Regions from separate parts of the Mus musculus genome. Here region 2 is linked to region 1. Evidence: chromatin contacts called from public HiChIP or PLAC-seq data. All regions are on one chromosome and are shown on one strand. The core of a region is the stretch at or near the end of the contact, and the rest is flanking DNA. Distances in the headings are between cores, read along the strand shown. Region 1 has its middle 12 kb from the start of P4ha1. Region 2 overlaps Micu1 (mitochondrial calcium uptake 1).

Region 1 (4,562 bases), core at 1,876-4,375:
GGAATTCTATTCATCAATCTTATTTTGCACCCAGAATATAGACACTGCTTTGCCTGTGTAGTGTTTATTCCCTCTCCCACTATTAAAGCTTTCTAAACGGCGCAGTCTTTCTTATTTATTTATTTATTATTAGATATTTTCTTTATACACATTTCAAATGCTATCCCGAAAGTTCCCTATACCCTCCCTCTGCCCTGCTCCTCTACCCACCCACTCCTGCCTCTTGGCCCTGGCATTCCCCTGTACTAGGGCATATAAAGTTTGCAATACCAAGGGGCCTCTCTTCCCAGTGATGGCCGACTAGGCCATCTTCTGCCACATATGCAGCTAGAGATATGAGCTCTGGGGGTACTGGTTAGTTCATATTGTTGCTCCACCTGTAGGGTTGCAGACCCCTTCAGCTCCGTGGGTGCTTTCTCTAGCTTCTCCATTAGGGGCCCTATGTTCCATCTTATAGATGACTGTGAACATCCACTTCTGTGTTTGCCAACTGCCCAGTCTTTCAATCTGGTGTTAATACCACTTCTGATTTAAAATGTCAGAGAAGCAGAGCAGGTTGGCAAATGGCTGTTATTCCAGCACTTAGGAAGAAGAGTCAAGAAGACAGTTATTAAGTTTGATGCCAGATTTATACACATAGTGAGTTCTAGGCCAGGCAGGGCTACATAGTGAAGCTCTGTCTCAGAAAACCAAAATAAAGATAGAAGGGTTATGGAGAGAAATAATAACCTTGAAATAATAATAATAAATAATAAAGAATAATAATAAATAATAATAACCTAAGAAATAATAATTTGCTTTTAACCTTAAAATGGGGCCCTGTAGTTCTGATGGTAAGGTCCTGTTCCCCAGTTGGTTCTTGATCTGTCAGTAAAGAAACCATGGACCAATTACTGGGCAGAAGGAAGAGGTGGTACTTCTGGGTCCTGGGAGGCAAGTAGAGAGACAGACACAAGGGAGCAGAGGAGTTGCCACGCTTCTGATGGAGAAGAATTGAAAAGCCATGTGAGATCTCAAAACAAAGAGGCCACACAGGCCACGACTATAGGTGGGTGGAGGGGCGTTTAGCAGGGGCTAGACGGGACTAGCCACTAAAGTTTAGGTTGTGTGAGAGGTGCAGAGCTCAGAGTAACGGTAAGGGCATGTTTTTTTTCCAGGCAGGAGATAGTGGCACACATCAATTGTGTCAAGAAGGCAAGTTGAAAAGGAAAAACTGTGTGTGTGTGTGTGTGTGTGTGTTTTATCCATGTTTTCAAGGGAAGCTTGTTGGGGTTGGGTAGTGTGGCCCCTTCCCAAAGCATAGGTGGGGTAGCTCAAAGTTACACACAACAGGGCCAGGGTGCAATAACTAGTAAAACATTAGTTTTTGAGCATGTCAGACAGCTAAGGCCACATGGTAACTACATCCTCTTAATTCCAAGAAGAATTATAACACATGACTTAGACTTCAGAAGATGAACTGGAAGTCAGCAGAATTTTTAATGAACCCTTGACAGTCAAATGAAGGCAAGCATTTTTTATTTTTTATTTTTTTAGCTTTCTGACTGTCTAGTAGTATAGGACCATACTATTGTACCCAGCTCCTAGGACTCTATAATCAGTCATCAGATGAAATCTTAATCAGGGTTACTATTACTGTGATAAAACACCATGATCAAAGAAACTTTGGGAAGACAGGGTTTATTGGGTTACACTTCCACATCACATCACTGTTCATCATCAAAGAAAGTCAGGACAGGAACTTGTAGTGTGAAATAATAATAAATAAAAAATGCAATCCATGCTATCACTGGCAAGACACCAGTGGGCTTTGTTCTCATCTTGGCAGACTCTCTGACCCGAGGTTCTGAAATCTCTCCACCCAGCTCGATAAGTTCCCACTGGTGGGTCATTACCACGCCAGCCCCACGCTTCCAAATTCCCATGGCCTTTTGGGGTGTACTTCTTGCAAACCCACACTTTGCTGCCAAATCTTTCTCTCTGGAACCTAGTTGAGTCATCGTGTGAAGGAAAACAGCACACAAACTTAGTTCAGAATTAATAGATAACTCAATTGTTGGGTGCAGCAACTTGCATCCTAATTTTGTAAGCTATACTAAATATAACTCCTTCAGTGGCAGATCCATCAGGATCCTCAAACAGAACAGGGACCTGGAGGCAGGAGCTGATTTAGAGGCCATGGAGGGATGCTGCTTACTGGCTTATTTCAATATGGTTCTCTCAGCCTTCTTTCTTATAGAATGAAGGATCAGCAGCCCAGGGACAGCATCACCCATAATGCGTTGGGCCCTCTCCCATCAATCACTAATTTAAAAAATGCTCTACAGCCAGATCTGAGGAAGGTATTTTCTCAACTGAGGTTCCCTCCTTTCAGCTAAGTCATAAAACTAGCCAGCACCCATGGTATCATATTGATTAATTTTGAAGATAAGGTTTTGCTCTATAGAATAAGCTAGACTTGAACTTTCAGCAATCCTATTGCTAGCTCCAGAGTGCAGGGAAACAGGTATGCACTACACTCCCCAGCTGCAAATGCAACAGACTCCAAAAGGAGGGTACCTGTCTCCCCAACAGGGAAATAGTGTTGTCAGGAGCATAATTGCCTTCTACAAAGTAGTCGTTAACATGATGAAATCTATCTTAATGACTTATAGATTCAGCAAGTATTTGAGCACATACACTGTGCTAGGACTTGGATCAGTGTTATAAACATGGCAGTGGTTATGTCATAGGTATGTATGGTATGTGGTGTATAACTACTGTGCTAACCTCACAGGTCTCATTTCTCCTCTTCCATCAGGTTCGGTGGCAATGCAGCTAGCATCTTTTGAACATACGAAATCATGGGTATTAGGTATCCAAGTGTTGTAATTAGCAGGTGGAGATCTAACTGCTATGCTGTGGAGTGTACAAAATGCTTGGCATTTAACATTTTGGTGAAACCCAGTTACATTTGAGAAGAATGATCCTGTTCAGAAACAGACTCTGACTTGGCTGTCTGAAAGATTTGTAGAGCTTGGCAGCTCCACACATTCTTCCACCCAAATGAACTTATCAAGAGTTCAAACTCACCCGGCAAGAATGCCAGAAATCTCAGTTCTCTATCCAGTGAAGTGAAACGGAGTTTCAGAGAGGAAGGAGGCTCTGGGACTGAGATTCAGTGGGCTGGATGCCTGGTTGGCCACTGAGCATGTAGAGGAATCCCTTCATTAACCTCTCCTTTGCTGAATTGCCTTCCTTCCTCCAATGGTTGCAATAGTGTGCCTTGTCCTAATAAGATCCCGCAATTCACATTTTGACCTTGGAATATGTTAAATGCTCATTGTGGTCCTGACTTCCAGCTGAGTATCACTTTAATCTTGGTATCTGTTTAGCATTACTTCCTGTTTGGAGAGATAGTGTTGGGAGTGTATAACATTGCAGTCTGCTGTTAAGTGGGAATATGGGGGAGGGATAAGATGAGCAAGGCCTTGATTCATATTCAGGCTGCCTTCAAGCTCTCCCAGTCCTTCCTCTGCCTCAAAAGAGATAGGGTCACAGGTGTTTACCACCAAATTTGTTCCTGCAGTTTGCTTTAGAAGAGAAACATAGGAGCCTCCACGTTTTACATTGTCATTGTCAAATGGACAGGGCTCTTTGCCAAAGGCCTAAAGTTGTCTGGCCCTCAAGTAAACCACTTCCTCCTCCCGTCTGCTAAGGGCTACTCCTTGTTCTACATAACATAAAACAATATTCAGCAGTCTGCTTAAGGCTTAGAGAATAAGCTTCCAATTTTCCAGTGTGTGGCAGTGTTTATGTTTTTGTTTGAAGCAGGGTCTCAGGTAACTTAGACTGCCTTGCAGTTTCTGTAGATGACCTTGAACTTCTGATCTTCCAGCCACTTCCTTCACAGTGCTGAGATTAGAGGTGTGGGCCACCATGTCTAATTTATGCACTTCTAGGGATAGACCCCAAAAGCCTCCTCTCCTGCACGCTAAGTAAACATTCTACCAACTAAGCTACACCCCTGGCCTTCTATGCCTTTCTCCCTGATGTCCCTTCTTGAAATGTATCAAAGACTGATTAAGTAAGCTGTGATCTCCCATACTTAATGCTCACCCCCTTTACTTGTCTGCATACGCAACACAAACATGCACAAACGCTGTAGCCTTTCATGGCAGAAACAGTTATCCACCAATGGATCTCCAGCTCTAACATGATGCTTGGCATGTGATAGGCTTCAACAAGTATCTGTTGGCTCAATGAATGGTTGTATCTTTAAATACACAATTGTCTTTATTTTATTTTATTTTTTATTTTTTATATGTATTTATTTATGTTATGTATATGAGTATACTGTCACTCTCTTCAGACATACCAGGAAAGGGCATCAGATCCCATTACAGATGGTTGTGAGTCACCATGTGGTTACTGGGAATTGAACTGAAGACCTCTGGAAGAGCAGTCAGTGCTCTTAACTGCTGAGCCATCTCTCCAGCCCGACTGTTTTTCTTTAACTACCAAAAGACTAGGCTGGAATTCACTGACTTGACAATTCAGTGGTAGCACACACCTTTTATCCC
Region 2 (4,421 bases), core at 1,754-4,253, 450 kb before region 1:
CCCATTTGGAAAAAATAGAGCAAGGGACACATGTGAGGAAAAACAGAAAGTTCCTTGCGAGAATCTCTGCTCACCCCCTTGACTAACACAGCTACTGCCTCTCAGGAAGCCCTGTGAGAAAAAATTTTCGTCTCAAATTGGAGATCAAGCATTAAGAGCTATTCATGAAAGACTTATGGGGCTGAAGATGTAGCTTGGCTGGAAGATGCTGGGTTCAAGCCTGGCAGTGCATAATGGGTGCGGTGGGCCACACCTGTAGTCTTCACACTTGTGATCCTAATGACATGACTCAGGTTTAGAGACTTTAACTGCCCAGGGGAATGGACCCACTGTGCTCCGACTCCACAGCCCTATCACGGACCTCTCAACTTCATATGCTATGACCAGCCTAGGGGCACACGGGGGTCCATGTTTGTAATTTCTGAAGATGTTACTGAGGGCTGGAAAACTTAGCTCACTATGGTGGAGCTTTGGGGCTTAGCTAGCTTGCCTCGGCTAACTGGAGGAAAAGCTGAGCCAATGATTAAGTGTGCCTTTACTTATTAGCCAAGCATCTACTTCATTCATTTTCAAAATGTGCATCGCTTCAAAAAGAAAATGTTCTTCCATACTCTTAAAGCTGCCTACTCTCAAAGAACCAGTTTCCCAGTCTCTGTAGTGCCAGCGAGCATCGCAGACACTTAGAACAAGTTGCGGACCTGCGTCTACAGAATGGAGGACGCTTGTTTTGAGTAGCTCTTCTAGAATCATGACAGTGTGGCCTTAAACATGCTCGTATTCAAGTAACATGACAAAGGAAGTCAGTCTAGAACAAAGTCCTCTGACGTCAGAGTGAGCAGCCAACATTGTTCCATGATGAAAAGCCAGGAATGGGGCGTCGTCAGAGAGGTGATGGCCAGTTATGATTATGCTTCAAATAAACAATGGAACATCAGATGGGTTTGGTTGATCTCAAGGTCAAACATAACATAACCTAAAATAAAAATGTATCTAAAGGCGTACTAGTAGGAGTCTGAGCATTTGAGGCAAGCAAGTGAATGACATCCTTTTGGGGGAGTTAATGACTGCATTATCATTCTGTTTTCAACCTGAATAACCAAAACTTGTTAAATCCACAGACTTTAGGAGTGGTGGAACTGGAGAGACTGGAAAGAGACCTCGGATACTCCTCATGGCAATGCACTGAGTACCTGATGTCATCAGTGAGCTGGCCTGAAGAACAGTGTACTATGCTAGCAGGACGCGGTGCTGGGCTTTCTACAGGCAGTAGGAACAGCATGCAAAGAGCAGATCCTGCAGAAAGATACGCAAGGGTCCACCTTCTCTAACAAGGGGTCTGCTGCTCTCATGGGCAGCTTAAAAGATACGTACTGGTGTCAGCAAGACAAGCACTGTTTCTAGAAACTAATATGAACAATTCCCTCAGCATCTTTTAAAAGAAAAGCCTATGCTTAATACAAATTCACAAGATATTTTGAAGGATGCAGTAAAAACTGATTTAAAAGTAGTTAATATCTCAAATTTTTAATTTTAGCAAAACAGTTTCTACATATTGCATTCAGATACTGATTCTAGAAACTCAGAAAAGGTTCAGGAAAATATGGATAGAAAAATACAGACTACTTCAAAATTTACGTGTTCCTCCTTATACAGAGGCACTAATCTGCAAGTGGCGTAATGGCTGATTCCCAACCTCTGGTGAAGCAAAACTAGTACTTCCTGTACTGAAAGCATCAGTGACTGGTGCTGAGCACTGAGGGCTGCAGGCTCCAGAGACTTCTAGCACTTGCTAATTCTTCTCTCTTCTCCTCACTCTTGCTGTATGGATCTCCTGGAAGGCAAGTCTTTCCAAATCGAAAGCACATGGTTATTAATGAAGAGAAAGGGCTTTTCGCTGCCTCTCATTTGTCTAACTGCACTGAGAGCCATGGGAAGGGCTTTCTTGTGGGACTGGGCCTCAACCCTTTCTTTTTTAAAGGTTTGGAGTGCTATGGCAAGGCCCAGTTCAGGGCTTGTCCTTGGTAGGCAAGGAGATCGAGCCCAGCTATGTTCTCTACTGGCTAGCACTTGTTTGTACCTTAGCTGTTCTGACACAAAATCCCAGAATTTGAAGCATTGAAATTTGAAGCAGTAAATTCTTTTGATGCAAATTTTAAAGTATTTGTTTGTTTCAGAATACCGTTAATGCCACAGTTATGTGGAACTACTAAAATCCACCCCATTTTAAAACAGGAACACAGGGGGCAATGCACTATGAAAAGAAAGATTACTCCTGCGGTCCTCATTAACTATATCACCAATTACTTCAAATCAAATGATGCTGCTATTTAAGTTGAATTTAGATTTTTTTTTTATTGCAGCCAACCATCAAAAATGCAAGAGTAATTTTAAATGAATAAAATTTAAAAATTTATAATCTGTAGTTGAGAGTCCCTGCAGAAATCAATTTAAAATGCCTGTGTTCTGCCTGTCTTTGGTCATCTCCCGGCCAGCTCTACCTACATGTTCTTCCCATGTGTCTGCTTATTTCCCCAAGCTACAGTCATTCCCTGGCTCAAAGGGGCAAAGTAATAAAGTCTAAATGAGCCACCAGCTTCCTCTTAAGCTATTTTATTGAGCAAAGATCAACCAAGCAATGGCTTATTTGCACTGATTAAGAAATTTCAAAAGAAAAAAATGCATCTATTCATTCAAACTGTCGCCTGTTCCTATGATAGTTTAGGAACAAAACAACCCAAACAATACTAACATTTAAATGACCAATTAATTAAAATCTGATGCAGTGTAATGCCTACAAACATTTCTTATCCCTGTGTGTTAACAGCTACTGATGAAATTTCCCTCTGAGTTAGAGCGGGTTCTACATTCTCAAGGACCGTGCAGTGTTTGAATTGTCATATTAGAGATAAAACAGGAAATTTAAGTCAGGGATGGAAACCACTGTGCAGGGAGTAGGGAGGCCAGAGGCATGCACCGACCCCCAGCCTCGGAAGCATTAACATGGATTCCAGAGCAGTGATTAATCGAAAGCACATGCTGCCGAGTCAGTACCTGCCAGAACTCCTGATCAGAAGGAGAGAGAAAGAAAAACAAATCGACAGTGATTATATGAACAAGCCCACAAATCAAACACATATATCACAAAACGCAACATATGAAGGAACAATAACAACCTGTGAAAATGATCACTGTAAACCTGAAAATACAAGAAGAAACACACGAAAATGTTCTAGCCATCACCCGTTAGGCACAAGAAAACAAAGATCTACAACACAACCTCCCGGCACCAAATCACAGAGAATGTGAGTCAACATGTTTTTTTAAAAAGAGTTGTAAAGATTCCACGTCGTCCCCAGGGTGGTCAAAGCATTTCTGGAATGGAAGTTTCCTATTGGGATGTCTCGTAATTTTAGGGGGACGTAGCTTCAACTTTCTGGCAAACTGCCTGCTGTGTCATTCACTCCAACACACAACCCACCAAAGCCGGATGAGTTCAGAGAACTGGTAGCCGTTCAGCGGAGCAGTTCGGGAGGGAACCTGAACCTTCTATTATGTTCCACTGAAGCGGGGTGGGGTGGGGTGTCCTGTGTAATGAAGGCTGTCACCGTGTTGGCTGCCATCTGAGGGAGTAGTTCAGGTCAGTTAATTTAGCCAGGCTCTGCTCCAAATATCAAGCGGCTTCAAAAAGCTTTTTTTACATCAGTAAACTTCATTGGCTGTGGAATAAAATTTGGTTGAAACTTACCGCTCTTTCCAAATCAAGCTCAGTTATCATTCAGAAAGTTCTTGAATGAAAAGCAAGCATCACTAGCGATTTACACGTCTGCAGTGGGGGCTGCCGAGGCCCAGAGGAATCTACAGTAGAGGGGTGGGGTGGAATGAGCTCCGGTGAACAGCGGAGTTTGCCTCTCCGCTGGGCAAATGGAGTCTTTATACAAAATAACCAGTCAAGGACAGCACAGGGAGACTTTTCTAGGTGCCTGAACTAAGGAGAGAACAATTACCCACAGGGTATGGGGCCGCTAAAACCCACGAAAGATGGCGTACACGTTAGTGGGAGGTCCTTCCATAAAATGAGCACAGGCTCATAACCATGTCAAACAGCTACGAACTGTCCTCACTGCCCCAGTTCTCTGGCAAGGCAAGAGACACTCAGCTAAGGGTGCTGCTGCCCCTCGGCTGTACAGAAGAGCCACTGTCTGAACGAGGGCACGACAGTCTGAGGTCCACACTCTTGCTCTGCTGCGCACCATGCTACCCCGTGACACAGAGCTGTATCTCTCACCCCGGTTCAGCATGCTTTATAACAGCTACTGGTCACTTACACATGGCTATCAGATGCGGGAGCGCACACCACGGAAATAAATGCCTTGGAAAAGAAAGAGGTCACACGCCAAAGCTAGATTTCGTTCTCGTTATTA

Evidence for each region. HiChIP or PLAC-seq counts read pairs in DNA pulled down with a chosen protein or histone mark.
Region 2: a contact with region 1 is called in an H3K27ac HiChIP or PLAC-seq map of the NIH/3T3 cell line, with 4 times the contacts expected there. The contact joins two enhancer-like sites. A contact is called at or near these places in 1 of 115 datasets of contacts at active chromatin or transcription factors (the NIH/3T3 cell line) and 1 of 9 other capture datasets (embryonic stem cells).

Annotation. Positions count from the first base shown.
Region 1 is chr10:59,309,419-59,313,980 of GRCm38.p6, reverse strand. No RefSeq gene overlaps it. Among named protein-coding and RNA genes, the nearest start is that of P4ha1, 12 kb to the left of the region's middle. Within about 2 kb of position 3,125, at least 57 of the 459 cell types and tissues checked have an H3K27ac peak or open chromatin away from gene starts, as enhancers often do. A contact at or near this core is called in the NIH/3T3 cell line, where this site is marked.
Region 2 is chr10:59,755,348-59,759,768 of GRCm38.p6, reverse strand. All of the region lies in intron 5 of Micu1 (mitochondrial calcium uptake 1), which reads right to left. Among named protein-coding and RNA genes, the nearest start is that of Gm17059, 43 kb to the left of the region's middle. Within about 2 kb of position 3,003, at least 50 of the 459 cell types and tissues checked have an H3K27ac peak or open chromatin away from gene starts, as enhancers often do. A contact at or near this core is called in the NIH/3T3 cell line, where this site is marked.